Regions from separate parts of the Mus musculus genome. Here region 1 is linked to region 2. A link is a contact called in public promoter capture Hi-C data. All regions are on one chromosome and are shown on one strand. The core of a region is the stretch at or near the end of the contact, and the rest is flanking DNA. Distances in the headings are between cores, read along the strand shown.

Region 1 (6,942 bases), core at 1,155-3,654, 300 kb after region 2:
AGGTTCTGTTCTCAGTACCTACATGGTGGTTTGCAATCATTGCAATTCCAGTTCCAGGGGATTCAATTTCCTCTTCTGACTACTGTGGCCATCTAGTACACATACATATTTGTAGGCAAAAAATAGTAAGACTGACTGGAGTATCAAATAGTAGCTTTTTTCCCATATTTTCCCTCCTTCCTTGGATCTATTTCCCATTCTTGAAATCTAAAGCCTATCTGTGCTTGCTGGGAATCTGTATCTCCAAAAGTTTGGTGCTGACTTCAACATTCATTCCCATGTTAGTTCTTCCCAGTGTGCATTCAGCTTTTCCTAAAGGTTTGAAGATACTCAGGACTCTGATGGTTGTCAGGACAAATGGCTGTGGTTCCTAGCATACCAAAGCACCTCTAGGCCCCCAGGCTCACTCAGTACCTGTAGCTTCTCTCAGCTCTTTTCACCCCACCCCTAACCTAAATCTCTTCACCTCATGTCTTCCCTGGATTCCCTTAGCTTCTGATTCCTACAAAAACCTGCCATTTCTGCCATGGACTCTTTGACCTCTCCTCTCTTTGGCACTCCTTCCCTTGAAGGAACACCACCATATTCCAGGATCCCTTAATGCTTATCTGTAAGCACATAGACCTCTGTGCCTCCTACAGCTGGTGGCCTTTTCTTTTTTAAAGATTTATTTATTTTATTTATGAGTACACTGTAGCTGTTTTCAGACACACCAGAAGAGGGCATCAGATCCCACTACAGATGGTTGTGAGCCACCATGTGGTTACTGGGAATTGAACTCAGGACCTCTGGAAGAGCAGTCAGTGTTGAGCCATTTCTCCAGGCCAGGCCTTTCTTTTTTCTTTTCTTTCTTTCTTTCTTTTTTTTTTTTTTTTAAAGACAGGGTTTCTCTGGTAGCCCTGGCTGTCCTGGAACTCACTCTGTAGGACCAAGCTGGCTTCAAACTCAGAAATCCGCCTGCTTCTGCCTCCCAAGTGCTGGGATTAAAGGTGTGGGCCACCACTGACCGGCCATTTGCAATTTCTAAGAATTTTGGGGAGAAACTTTTCTATTTTGTTAAAATAGATACAATTGGGGCTGGAGAGATGGCTCAGTGGTTAAGAGCACCTACTACTCTTCCAGAGGTTCTGAGTTCAATTCCCAGCAACCACATGGTGGCTCACAACTATCTGTAATGGGATCTGATGCCCTCTTCAGTTGTGTCTGAAGAGAGCAATGGTGTACTAATATAAATAAAATATATCTTAAAAAAAAAAATAGATACAATCTCCCCAACCTTAGGGATATAACTCAGTGCTTTTAGCATTAACACAAGTGTGCTGAGACCGTGAGTTCTTCAACATGTTACCCTTTAGTCGTGTTTTTAGCATCCACTTTTCATGTCCAGCAGCAATTACTGAAGTGTTTGCCTAACGGCAGACAGTTTTCTATAAAATTTTTATTACACTTATTGACTTGAATCAGAACCTAAAGGAAAGCTAAACTATTTGAGGTTCTGGATAGTATAAATATAACTTATCCCCACCTTAGTCCCGGGCTTATAGCAATGAAGTAATGGTTTGTGGGTTCGGGATTTGAAGGGCTCAGGAACAGACCTGGCTAACTTCATTTTGTTTCTGAGTCACTTCTGTCCTAAAGAATTTTCCTAAGTCTCATACTGCTACCACGGGTGTCAGATGAGTCTGGAACTGCTTAAGTTTCTTTATGGTCTTTGGCACTGACACAAGTCTGCAAGGCCTACCTAAGGTCCACCCCAAACTAAAAGGACCCCCAATCGGCTCTGCTTCTCCTTCCTTTTTTGACACGGAGGATGCTGTAAGCACAGCGAACATTTTTAGTCATCAGATCTTTGTCCTTCCTGGTGTGATGATATTGCGAGTAAAACTCCTTTCCTATCCTCCGCATCGCGCATCTTATCCGTTGACTTTCTAGGATGGGTGTACCTCCAACATTGTCCTTGGGACGACCCAGAGCCGGAGGTCCATTGTCATTCGCAAACTCAAAAGTGACTATTGAGCTCAACAGAGGCCAGCTCATAGATGAGCTCCCAGCGTCCCTCGCACTCCCGCGCTCCCCGGCTCCCGGCAGCCTCTACGCGCCTCTCTCCCGGCGCGCCCCGCGGCCGCAACTCAGCCCCACCCGGAGCGACAGCCGTTAGAAGTGCCAGGCTTGCGGCTGGTCCCGCCCATCCCGGTCTCCATAGCGCCTCGCAATTGGGCCGCGCGCGCCTCGCGCTGCCGATTGGCGGCCGCCTCAGCCCGCTCCCGGCTCCCCCAATGCGCGGAGGCCGTGCGCCGTGATTGGTAGCCCTCCGCCAAGGCCCGCCTTCCGCTCGCCCGCGCGGCAGCGGGTCTCAAGAGCCGAGCGCTTTGCAAGGGCCTTCGCGGGTTGTGGCGGCGCCGGGGTCGGTGAGGGTCGACCGGCTGTGGTCGGGCTGCGGGCGGCTCGGGCAGGTCGCGGGCGCCACAGGTAGGTGCGGGGCGCGATGGGCGCCCCGCGGGCGGCGGGCGCTGCGGCCTGGAGAGGCTGCGCCCTTTCCTTCCCTCCTTCCACCCCCACCCCTCCCGGGCGAGGCCACAGGCCGGGGCTCGGGGCGGGGCGCGGCGCGCTAGGCGGGCTGGGCCACGCGGAGTCGCGGCCTTTGTGCAGTGGGGGCCGGGCCCGGAGCCCAGGCATCATGAACGTAGGGTGCTGTCTGCCTGGTAACGAAGCCCCCTGGGCGGTGGGCCCGAAGCCATTGCCTCGCCTTCTGGCGGGAGAGGTGTGGGCAGGGACACCTCAACGCCCCGAACTCCGCCTGTTTTGTTTGGAAAAAGCCAAGAAACCGCCCAAGTCTCCACCAAATTACCCGTGGATGAAGTGTCATGTAGCTTATCAGAATGTGGTTTTACAGTAACAATGAACGTTGTAGAAATAAATGGCAAGTGGCAACCTGTTGACAGCGATACATGTCAAGTAGTATCATCCAGTGGATTTGGGTTGCTGATGGTAGGAATTTGATTTGCCATCTTGCATGCTTGCATGTACCTTATTGCCAGATGCAGAGATGTCCTGTGTTGGGTTGTTGACTCTTGTATGCCAATCACTATTAGGGTGCCCACTCTCTGCTGGCTCAAACTAGACTCCCAGCCTTGGAAGTGGCTCAGTTCCCACTGTAATCCATCACTAACCGAAGATAGTGAAAGGCTGGCCCAGCTAGTGTGGCCTTTCAGTTTAGAATAGGATTTGCGGGGTGACAAAGGAATTGATGAGGTCATACTGCCTTTGGGTTGAGCGGGAGGCTGCAGCTGTAGCACTGGCCATCCGTTCAGCAAGTAGGAGTTGTTCACATGTTTTGGGTAAGCCCTGTGCCAGGGTCCAGGGGAGCCAGCAGTGGGTCTGACTTGCTCACAGTCTAATTGGCAAATCAAAATCTGCATCCATAGGTCCAGTCAGCTGAAGAATAGTGAGGTTTACAGGCAGGAGGGCTACCCTTTGAGCTGTGTTGCCAAACATGTGGAGCAGGCAGTTCACAGTGGCTGTCTGAATTTTACCTTGTGAGAAACATGATTTTGACTGGTTTGCCCAGTTTGGCCTTCTCTTGTCATCATTCCCCTCCCATGTGATCCTATGTACTTTTCACATCAGTTTCCTTTGACATCTTCCATGACTCCCATCTCCAGTACTGTCTGTCCTCCCTTCTGATCTCCAATCTCCTGCTTCTAGTTGTCTATTCCACTTTAACACCAAATAGGTTGATTCACTCCAAGAGATAACCACAGTCCGTGCCAGAACAATCCTTATGCCTGTCTAAAGTCACCTTGGTGCCTCTCATAGGCCTGCATGTATCTCCTAAGAAGCCTTGCCACCTGTTTACAACACCAGACCATTTCCCAGAAACTGTAACCTAAAGTCCCTGTCCAAGCTATCTGGTGAGCTTTTAAACTCTTCTAATTTGATCCCTACTCTTACTCTCTTAGGTTTTCTGGACACAGAGTGATTCATTAAATTGTAAGGTGTTATAAAACTGAGGTAGTGCAGACTTAGGCCTGCTTGTTTGAGTGGCAAAGCAGCTGTACCACTTCCTAGCTTTGTAACCTTGAGCAAATTGTTTAACCTTTCTGTCAGAGTACTGAGTGAATTGCATAAAATCCTTAGAGCAGGACCTGTGTGAGGTTTAGCTGCCATTGTTACCCATGGATCAGTGATACCACTGTTTTGATCCCTTCTGTGCAGTATCCTGCTACTCAAGATAAAAATGTAAAAAACTGAATACTTGTTGCCCAGGTCAGTTTCACTCAGCATACTATCTCTAGCGTGGCCACACCATGGCTCTGCCCCAGGGTCTTTGCTTTTCCTTTAAGTATCTTCTACAGTGACCCTCCTTTTTACTCTTGTTAACCATCTGGCTCCATCTATTTCATCCTTGGGTGGGCACTGGCTGTAGAACCTTGTGTAATCTTTTAGAAGCTGCTTTCTAGATTTTTATCTTGCTTTGTTTTAGCAGAATATTTGTCAGCATGTGACATCATAGATACGTTTCTTGTTATTATCCATCTCACACTAATATGCTCTGTGGGGGAAGTGTAATTGCTCTGTGGGGCAAATGTTTTATCTGCTTTGTGCTTAACACATATACATGGTGTGTATGCCTTATGGGGCATTCAGCAAATAGTTGATTAATGAATTGAGTAAGCTTTCAGAGGGAAGGTAAGAAACTTACCTTAGCCTGCTGCTGAGTTCCAGAGCTGGACAATTTGCCTGCTTCTGCAAGATGTGTACTTTCCTTTTCCAGGGCCTCAGGGTCCCCACCTATGATATATATTTCTTTAAAGCTTTTCCTGCTTTAACACTTATTAATGTCTTCACTTATTGCCTTCATCTGTAGTTCCTCACTGGCCCACTGCTTTTAACATACAGTATGCTTCCCTATCCTCTACCACTCTTGTCTCCAATCCCTGCCTACTTGAGTGTTCTTACCATTAGCATATCCTACCTCAGATACCACAGATTTGACTTGCTGTGATCTCTGTACACCTAACAGGCACTGTCCTGATCTTATTTGAGGTCTGTTAGGATTAAGCATGCTGATGATTTTGTCCTCTGCAGTGGTCCTTGGTTGCCAGGAAACTTTGATCTCCCTCCTGGCTTCTTAGTTATTGCTCTCTTCTCAGTCATTCATAAGCACCTTTGATGGGAACACCTTTGGAGAGGTGTTTTGTTAAATTTCCATTGAATTAAAAACTGTTAGGCCACTGCCAGTTATAAGACATAAAGTCATAGTATAGACTTCCGGCTGTATCTAGGCCTTGGGGTTAATTATCTCTTGTTTTTGGTAGCACCTCTCAGAGTAGACTGTAAGTGAGTTTTTAAATGGTTTAATTTAACCTAAACAAGCCTCTGGCTTTTATGTACCTTCAGCAAGGCATAACCACCCCACTCAACCCTTTTATTGTAAGCTGCTTATATAGTTGATGTTTTCTGTCCTCTTGTCCTTTCTGGAGTCCAATATGAGTTATTGTAGGGGTAACCAAGCTGTCACCCATGGGCATGGTTGTATGTATGTATGTATATCTGCACCTGTAACTGTGTGCATGGCATGTGCATGTTTCTGTGCATGATGTGGGAGTGTGCATGTGTGTGTTCGTGTGCATGTGTTTCTGCCAATAACATTTTTTTCTGTGGATCTTTTGGTTTTGTGGCCAGCCTTCTGCTGATCTGCCTGCCCTGTGTGTCATCCCTCTTTGCAAGCATCCTCTGTAGCAGAGCTTCCTAGCATTACATCCTTCCCTCTCTGCTCTTTCCCTCTGGTGGTTTTGCTGCTTTACTTCCATGTGGTCTCCTCCCCTAGACCTCTTCAGGGCTCCAGAGTTATGGCCTGCCTGAGCACTGTGAGACAGGGCTACCTACAGCTCCTTCTCTTCTTCTCCCCAGGGTGCTAGAGTGTGTCTGCAGAGAAGCTTTCTCTTCACCTTTTTTTTCTGCTTTCCACCCCCATAGGGTCTGCAAGCATAGACCATTCCGTGACACTTTCTTTTTGTCTCCAGAGCTGCTTCCACATCTTTGTTTTGGAGAATTGTCCCAACATCTGGTGCAGTCCTATACCTGGTATAGCTGTGAGTCTTCTTTATAAGGAGAGTCACTTCCCTATTGATAGCTCACTATTCTTAGCCTGGAGCCAGGCTCCAAATGGCACCCAGAACCCTTTCTACCTTGGCTCTACCTTTCTCCTATGTTGTCCCACCTACCCCTTCCCCAATACTAGCAGGCTCCCTTCCCAACAGACACCCTTCCTCTACTGGGAATGGATCTATGCTGCCACTCCTGGTGACCTCAGCACGCTGCATCACTGTCCTGTCCACGTGCCACGTTGTGGGCCCAGGAGAGGGGGTCCCTGGGTAGCAGAGTGCCTGGCTATATCTCTGAGGTCTCTAGTGCCACAGAGTTGAGCTGAGGGTCTCACTCGCCCTCTGACTGACCCAGCCCTTGCAGGTGAGTGGATTGATGTCCCTCTTATGGCCTGAAGGAGGCCATGCACTCTACGTCTGTTCCTGAAATGGTGATGCATGCTTGCTTATCCACTAGACCAGGTTATGGGAGTGCTGTGGGAAAATTTAGCTTTTTTTTTTTTTTTTTTTAAAGTCTTAGTCTTTTTTGAGCTCTAAGACTGTATTTTTTGTGCTTCTGAAATAAAGATTAAAATGAATAGTTGATAAAATACTTAATTTAGGACTTAAAATTTAAAGTTATTTTTTTCTGATGTCTAAAAGGCTTCCTTAAAGGCAGTGTTATCTTGGTCCTTTACTACACCATTGATAACATTTGACTTTTAACTTTGTACCAGAGAAGTAAAAGGTTTCTGTCATTTGTGATGATATTTTTAAATTTTTTTGCAGGTGGAAGAAGAAAGGTGCCACTTTGGCATGAAGATAGACTCACTTAGACGTCAATCTTTTAAGCTGA
Region 2 (7,009 bases), core at 4,026-6,525:
GCCTACTTCTGGATGGGTATATCATTTACACAGGCGGTGCTTGTCTTAGTGGTTGCGGGATGAACGACCCAGATTTTGATGGGACAGGGAGCCTCCAGCACACTCCCCAGTACAACTTACCCCACAAAATTTCCCAAAGTTTGGAGGCTGGAGACAGGGGGTGGGGGCGCGGGTCATTCAGCCCCAGCTACTGTGAGGCACAGTTCTTACCTGCGTGCCTCCAGAGCTGGTGGGTGGGTGTGTCTCCTGATCTGCCCTTGTCCCCCAGGGTCACCCAGAATGGCTCGGTTATAGCCTCGGGCCAGTCACGTGCGTGGACAAACTGACGACGGAGCGCGCCGGAGGGGCCTGGGTTCCTGCGGAGGCAGCCGCCAGGGGGCTGAGAGAGGGAAAGAGTGCAGAGTCTCCTGCAAGCCCACGGCTCCCGGCTCCGGCGAAGGTCGAACCCTGCGCCTCGGAGACTTCCGCGGGTCCTCGTCCCGGACGCCGAGGCAGAGCCGCCGACGTCAACCCTGTCGGGGAAGTTGTTCCTGGCCTAGCCGCCGGCTTCCTTTGAGTGCTTGGGGCCGCGTGCAGGCAGGAGGAGATGGAGGCAATTTCCAGCTATCAATCCTGAATCACTGGGTCACGTAAAGCCCAGCCTCTCTCCGAGCCTCCCTCATCACCTTTGGGAACATAGCCCGAGCCTGCCCTCCATGTTCTGATTTCTGGAGGAGGGGACCCCTGCGCCCCGATCTCTGAGCGGGTCCACCTGTATGCATTTTGCTCCAAGCAGCCAGGAATCAATGCTGGGAGCCCTCTGGGCCCGCGCACTTTGTTCGGGGAGCCAGTAAGGCCTAAGATCCGTGGGCTGTCAGGCTGCCAGAGACGAAGGTGCGCAGAAACATCTGCGGCTAGCAGCCAAGCTCTGAGAGGCCCGCGTCTTTACAATAGACAGGGAGTGAGGAGTGGGGCTGGTGGGTGTGAGGGGCTGGTCTGCCCGCTCCCCTGGGGCAGCCATGTGTACCCAAGGGAGGCGGAGCCGAGCCAGAGCGAGGTAGGCAGGAATCTCTAGGGGTCTGCCTCCCTTCGCATTGGGAACTTCAGGAATTCTACTGGTTTCGCGTCCGACCCTGCAGATGGCCGACCAAGGAGTGTGTGAGTTGCCACAGAATCCAGCGACGGTGCTGGGTGCAGCCAGGAGCCCATACCGCCAGCCACAAAGCCTAGGGTTCAAGGAAAAAAATAAATAAAAATAAAATAAAAAGCAAGATTTGCAGCTTATTAGCCCCATTCTGCTCCCCCAATTTCAAGCCTCTGAGCCCCACTCTTTTCCTACCAGCAGTCAGTCTCAACGTTAAAACTCAGTTTTAGGGCCTGTAAAATGGTCTAGTCAGGGATGTCAACCTCCTGCCTCAAGCCTTGGAGAATTGCAGGTCTTTTCACTCTGCGTAGCATGTGGAGGAGAAGAGGATACAACCCAGGCCTCGACCATGCACTGCGCCCTCAGGACTAAGAGGTGTAAGCTCAGGACCCCTGTGCGCAAACCACTGGCTCGCAGTCAAGCCCCTTACCGCTGTGACGGAAGCGCCGCCGGTAGGGGGAGCGAGGCGGAAGGGAGCGGCGGCCGGTGCAGGTGAGGGAGGAGCATTTCCCCGGGGTAAGGCTCTGTGTCCATTCTGAACCTTCGCGCTAGGGTGTAGGACTACAGAGTGGGTTCGTTCCTTAGCGCTCCGGGCAAGAACCGGCCGGCCGTGAGGCAGCGTCAGGAGAGGAGCGCAGGCCAGTTACTGGGCGACCAGGCATCGACCTCACAGTTTCGGTGCTGTGCTCAGGGAAAGGGCGGTCCTAAGAGTCGGGTCCTGTAGTGAGTAGAGGCGGTTGCTCTATAGCAGGCGGGAGGCTTGAGTGGACCGGCACTTGCAGGGTTTCGGGTTTCTTAAGCTAGTCTTTCTAGGGGTTCCAATTTTCTACAGTAATGGCTAGTTGGGGGGGGGGGGAGTTGGGAAGGAAGGATGAGGGTGACCGATGCGAGTGGAGCGAGCTAACCATCCACAGAACATGTTAAGCGGGGCCCTGACACATTCCCAGCCTCTGCTCAGGGGCATTGTTTGCTGTGAAGTGTTTACTGACCCAACTGTAGCTTGCAAGTGCAGCCACAGCAGGAAGACTTCTCCTGTCACTGCAGGTGACGCTAGGGGCGTCAGGACGGACCCCAGGGCTGACCCAGAGCAACCAGGAGTTCCCGAAGTTTTTCACTTTCACTTCTCAGTATTAGCCGCACTGAGGTCCAGGATGTGGCTGCAGCCCTGGCGGGTTGTGGGGAGGTACTGGGGAAGACCTCAGCTTCTCCACCCTGGGATGAGGTACATCCCTATAATGCAAAATCGCCTGCCAGAGCCCTGCCCCTACATCCTCACGTGGGACTCAACTTATAGAGGCGCGGTGGACTATCTTTGATACTGCTGTATCTCTCCATAACTACTGCGACCTTATGCACCTGCCCAAGACTGGGCTCTCCTATCCAGCAGGAGACAATAAGCTATCCCTGCTCAGGAAAGGGGGAAAGACCCTGTGGCCCACCTAATCTCCAAACTACCCTCCTTAGACCTGCCCTAGGCCAGTGGGACAGGTCACTGTCATTGTCAGTCCCTGGATGGCCAGCCACTTAGGGCCCAAGAAACGACCTCTTGACAGCCTCCCTTTCTTAGCTGTCTGTCCTTAAGCTTTCAAGGACAGGCTAGGGCACCAGTCCAGTTACACACACCATCCCCTCCCACACCCCAATCTATTATACAAGTCCCAGTTACCCACTTCTTGCAGTCATGGCCTTGATCCTTCCACTTAGTTGCTGCTACAGCCCGGGAGGGAGGCCTGAGACTGTCAAAACCCTTGGAGAGGCTGCAGGCATCCCACTACATTCTGAGTCTGTTCAGCAGAGAGCCTACTAAGTCCTTGACCGAAAGTCCTTGGAAACTGGGCCTTGTCTAGTAGAATCTAGGAGGTTCTAGGCTTCATATCCTGTGCACAAAGGGCATAGGCATACTGAACGGGTCAGAGAGGCCCCCGAGATAGTAGGCGAAGAGAAGGTACCAGAGAAGTGGGGCATTGATGTAATCATGTCTTGAGGCCCGAACGCTGAGGCCTGGTCCTGCACCTTAGCAGTTAGGCCTTTCGTGTGGGCAGGCTGGCTGCAGGGTGGAGAGGGGACAGCACCCCACCATGCGGTCTGAATTTCTCCGACGTGTCCTCAGCTCCCTCGGCCGGTCAGGCCCCGCCCCCGGTCCTCCCTGCGCCCCGCTGGTGCGCAGGGAGGTCGGAGGAGCGGGCACTGCCCACCCTCCGGATGTAAAAGCGTCCTGGCCAGAGGCGGGCGGTGCGCGCGGGGTGCGCGTGACGCTCGGGCTCCAGGTCTTGTGCGGCCTGGGCGGCGTCCCACGGCTCGCTTCCCCACCACGAAAGCAAGCTGACCCAAAGGGCCTGTAGGGGCAATTGCTGGTGAGGTCCAGCTCTGCGGCACGGAGGGACGAAGGACTCCGCAAGCCCTGGGGCTATCTGCCTGTGGCCTGTGCGAGAGCCGGAGCTCTCTTACCCAGGTGCAGGGGCCGCCGGGGAGGAGGTGGAGGCAGGTGGGGCCAAGCAAGGGCAGGGCTAGACTCAGGCAGCATCTCAGTGCCTCGCCAATGCCCTGCCATCTCACATTGGGACTGAGTGTTCGAGACATAGAAGCTTCTTCTTGGGGCTGTAGACTCTGGTGGTGGCTTCGCCGAATAGAGGGGACGCCCAACCTCCGCAAAAGCTGCAGGATGTTCAAGGGGCGTTGGTCACACAGGGCCCCGGGAGGAGAGACCAGGGACAGAGAGCTTACAAGGCAGGAGGGCCCTGAATTTCCAGGGTGCTCCAAATGTTCGGACTCCTGGGCTAATATTGGCTGAAAATGGGGGGGGTCTCATGACGCCATAATCCCTTGGGCCCTGGACCGGCGGCTGTGAGTGGCACCACAGGCCCCCGCCCCCGGGCCCCCTGCGCTGGGCTGGGCGCGGTGCGGCTGGGCGTACGCAGTCGGAGGCGGCGCCGGTCAGGCCCGGGCGCCTATGGACGCGCGGAGCCCGCTGTCTGCCCGGGCCAGCGCGTTCAGCATCGCCTCTCTTGTTGCAGCCGAGGCCTCGGAGGGCACCGCCCACCGGGGCCCCAGGCCCTCGGACCGGGCGAAACTTCGCCGGCTACCAGGATCCCCAGCCGGGATGCACTTCAGCACAGTCACCAGGGACATGGAAGGTGAGCCCTTCTGTCCGCGTCTATACTGTCAGGCCGCCCGCCAGTCCCCTGCTGTGAGGCCCTGCGGCCCAGCGGGTGGGAAGGAGCTCTAGGCCGGGTGGGCTCCAACCTTGAAGCTGGGACTCTGGGACAGGAAGAAAGGGCGGCATTCCCCAAAGTCAGTCCACCCACCATCCTAGGACTCCAACTTCTGGGATTGAGCAGTCTTCTGAAGTCTGAAGAAGGGGCGCCTTTGAGCTGGAAGAAGCAAAGATGGTTAGAGAAGAGTCAGGGAACGCAGTAAAAGGAGGGGGCGGGGGAACAAAAACAAACAAACAAACAACAACAACAACAACAAAAACCAAAAATACAAATCAATGAGAGCAGCCAAGAGGGGAAAAAAAAGGAGAAAACAGAAAATATGACAAAGGTGAGAAAGGCAGATACACGCAAAGGAAATAAAGATAACGAAAGAGAAAATGAAGGATAGGATAGCTTGAGACAGAAATGTAACTTCATTAAAGAACAAGAGAAAGGCTGAAGATTCATTTACGATTGAAAGGGCAAAGACGAATAGTAGAGAACACACAAAAATAAGAGGAAGAAGTTAGACGGAAGGGAAGACATGAAAATTTGAAATTGGAGAGAGTGACACCGAGAAAAGAGAGAGGCAGGGGGTTTAAGAAGAAGCTGGAGCGAGAGAAAGGAGACAGAATGTGAGAAGTTGAAACCAGGGACACAAAAGGTAGAGGAAGAAGAACTTGGGGAGCGTCTGGCACAGAAGAAAAGCCAGAGCGCGCTGGCGGCGGGGAGGGCCGCGCACCGGCCCGTCGTCCCCGGAGCCGGTCGGAGCGGTCGGGGGGCCCGGGCCCGCGGAGCCTCGGCGGGGGAGGGGCGGGGGGAGGGGCACGGGCTATTGTCTCGGCGGGGCGGGGCGGGGCGGGGCGGCTCCGCGGGGCCGGCCCGCGGGGTGGGGCGGTGCGGCCCGGGGCGCGTGCGGCGCAGCGCCCGCCACTCGGCCCGCCGCGCGGGACGGCGCTCTGATCAGCGGCGGGTGGCCTTCGGGTCATGATCTCCGCCGTGTCTAGTCCGTGGCTCACGCAGCTCTCGCACTTCTGCGACGTTGCAGCCTTCGCAGCCAGCAGTCTGAGCGGCCTGGGATCCCCGTCGCCTGGCGCCGACCCGTTCGGCCCTCGCGAGCCGCCGCCACCGCGCTACGATCCGTGCGCTGCAGTCCCCGGTGCCCCGGGCCCGCCGCCGCCGCGCGCCTATCCTTTCGCGCCCGCCCCCGGGGCGGCTGGCAGCTCGGCGGCGGAGTCCGAGGGTCCGGGGGCTAGCCGCGCGGCTGCGGTCAAGGCTCCGGTGAAGAAGAACCCGAAGGTGGCCAGCGTGAGCGTGCAGCTGGAGATGAAGGCGCTGTGGGACGAGTTCAATCAGCTGGGCACCGAGATGATCGTCACCAAGGCAGGCAGGTCAGGCGCCCCTTCCCCGCGCCCCTGTCCACGTGCGTTCTGTGCCTCTGACTGCGTGTCAGGGATGCGCAGGAGCCCGGCTGAAAAGCGGATGAAGGTGCAGCGGGGCCACCTGCGAGTCCTTCTGGCCTCTCTGCTGACCCGGCTCCAGCGACAACCCGCGGAGCGCCAACCGCGAGTCCTGGGACTCTTCGAATTCGAGGGAAATCTTTGGGCCGAATGTGCGCCCGACTGCGGCGGTTAGGCAGCTGCCACCTAGGAAACTCCCGCGTGGGTTTCGTTCAGTATGTAGGGCAATCCAAAGAGCAAACATCCCCTAGGTGTATGGATAATTTTAGGAAAGAGTTAAGACCCTTAAAAGCCATTGCGCTCATTTTCCGGGAACTCGAGACCTGGTTTTCCTGGGCCTCAATTTTGGCCGCTTGTGGGCCCGGTTCTTCACAAGCCTGGCAGGGTATCCGTGCCAGTGCCTGGTTATTTGTTTTCAGGGCCGAGAGGGAAAAAGGAACAATTGCAGATGCTCCCGATTTGACCAGTAGACAAAGGCGGGTGCTGGGTTGTGTCTAATGTACACACCAGCTCCGTGGCCAAGGAGGCTCAGGGCCTGTTTGCAAAGCCTTCTCGAGGTTTCTGTTTCCCTGCTGTGCAGCCCTCCCTGGGGAACTTAGGCCTGTCCTTAGCTGCTGCTCTGTGGATTTTCTCCAGGCTCTTTAGCTGTCCATACCACCCAACACAGCCTCCTGAAGACAACAGCGGCTTGGCCTTCTGGTCCGGGCAGGCAAACGAGGGCCGTGAATGTCACTGGAGGGATTTAGAGGAGAGGGAGGAAATAGGAAAACATACGCTGAGCCTTTTGCAAACAGGTTCTTGGGGAGGCTCTGGCCAGGTCTTGAGAGTTGAAGGCTGGAGTGCTGGGGTGTCCGTGTGACTTGGGGGGAGGATGTTTGGGATCACTACTGCACCGGTTTCACTTTGTTGGACCCGGGAATTCTTTCACTTTGTTGGACGAAGCCAGGGAGGCTCTGAGAAGGGGAGACAAGTCCCGGGGCCCATATCTTAGTTATCCTGCTGCTGGCTGAGGCAAGGTCCAGAAAGTTCCAGAATTCCTGGGGCAAGGCTGTTTGTGTAAGCAAAGAAGTCAGAACAGGCGTTGGAATTCTGCAGCTGGGCACCTGGTTAGCCATTTCTGTGTTTCAGAAAGGGACCTGAGGCCTGACCTATTGCTGCCTTGCCCAGGGTTGGATAAGGGCCTACTTGAGATTAGAGAGCCAAGAAAGCAGCTTAAAGAGAGACCTGAAGGA

What was found. Promoter capture Hi-C pulls out the DNA fragments that hold promoters and counts their contacts.
Region 1: a contact with region 2 is called in a promoter capture Hi-C map of second pharyngeal arch cranial neural crest. The contact joins the promoter of Dgcr8 here to the promoter of Tbx1 in region 2. A contact is called at or near these places in 8 of 39 promoter capture datasets (the 3T3-L1 cell line, cranial neural crest, frontonasal cranial neural crest and 4 more) and 3 of 9 other capture datasets (adipose tissue, embryonic tail and liver).

What each region holds. Positions count from the first base shown.
Region 1 is chr16:18,284,630-18,291,571 of GRCm38.p6, reverse strand. Dgcr8 (DGCR8, microprocessor complex subunit) reads left to right here and starts at 2,404. Exons shown (of 14, transcript NM_033324.2): 1 at 2,404-2,469; 2 at 6,876-6,942. It overlaps Gm24572 (predicted gene, 24572), which reads left to right and starts at 6,935; the gene lies at 6,935-6,942.
Region 2 is chr16:18,585,235-18,592,243 of GRCm38.p6, reverse strand. It overlaps Tbx1 (T-box 1), which reads left to right and starts at 5,275. Exons shown (of 7, transcript NM_011532.2): 1 at 5,275-5,708. The coding sequence starts at 5,305. It overlaps Gm35369 (a long non-coding RNA gene), which reads right to left and starts at 3,445. Exons shown (of 4, transcript XR_384718.3): 1 at 2,794-3,445; 2 at 1,554-1,841; 3 at 211-1,205.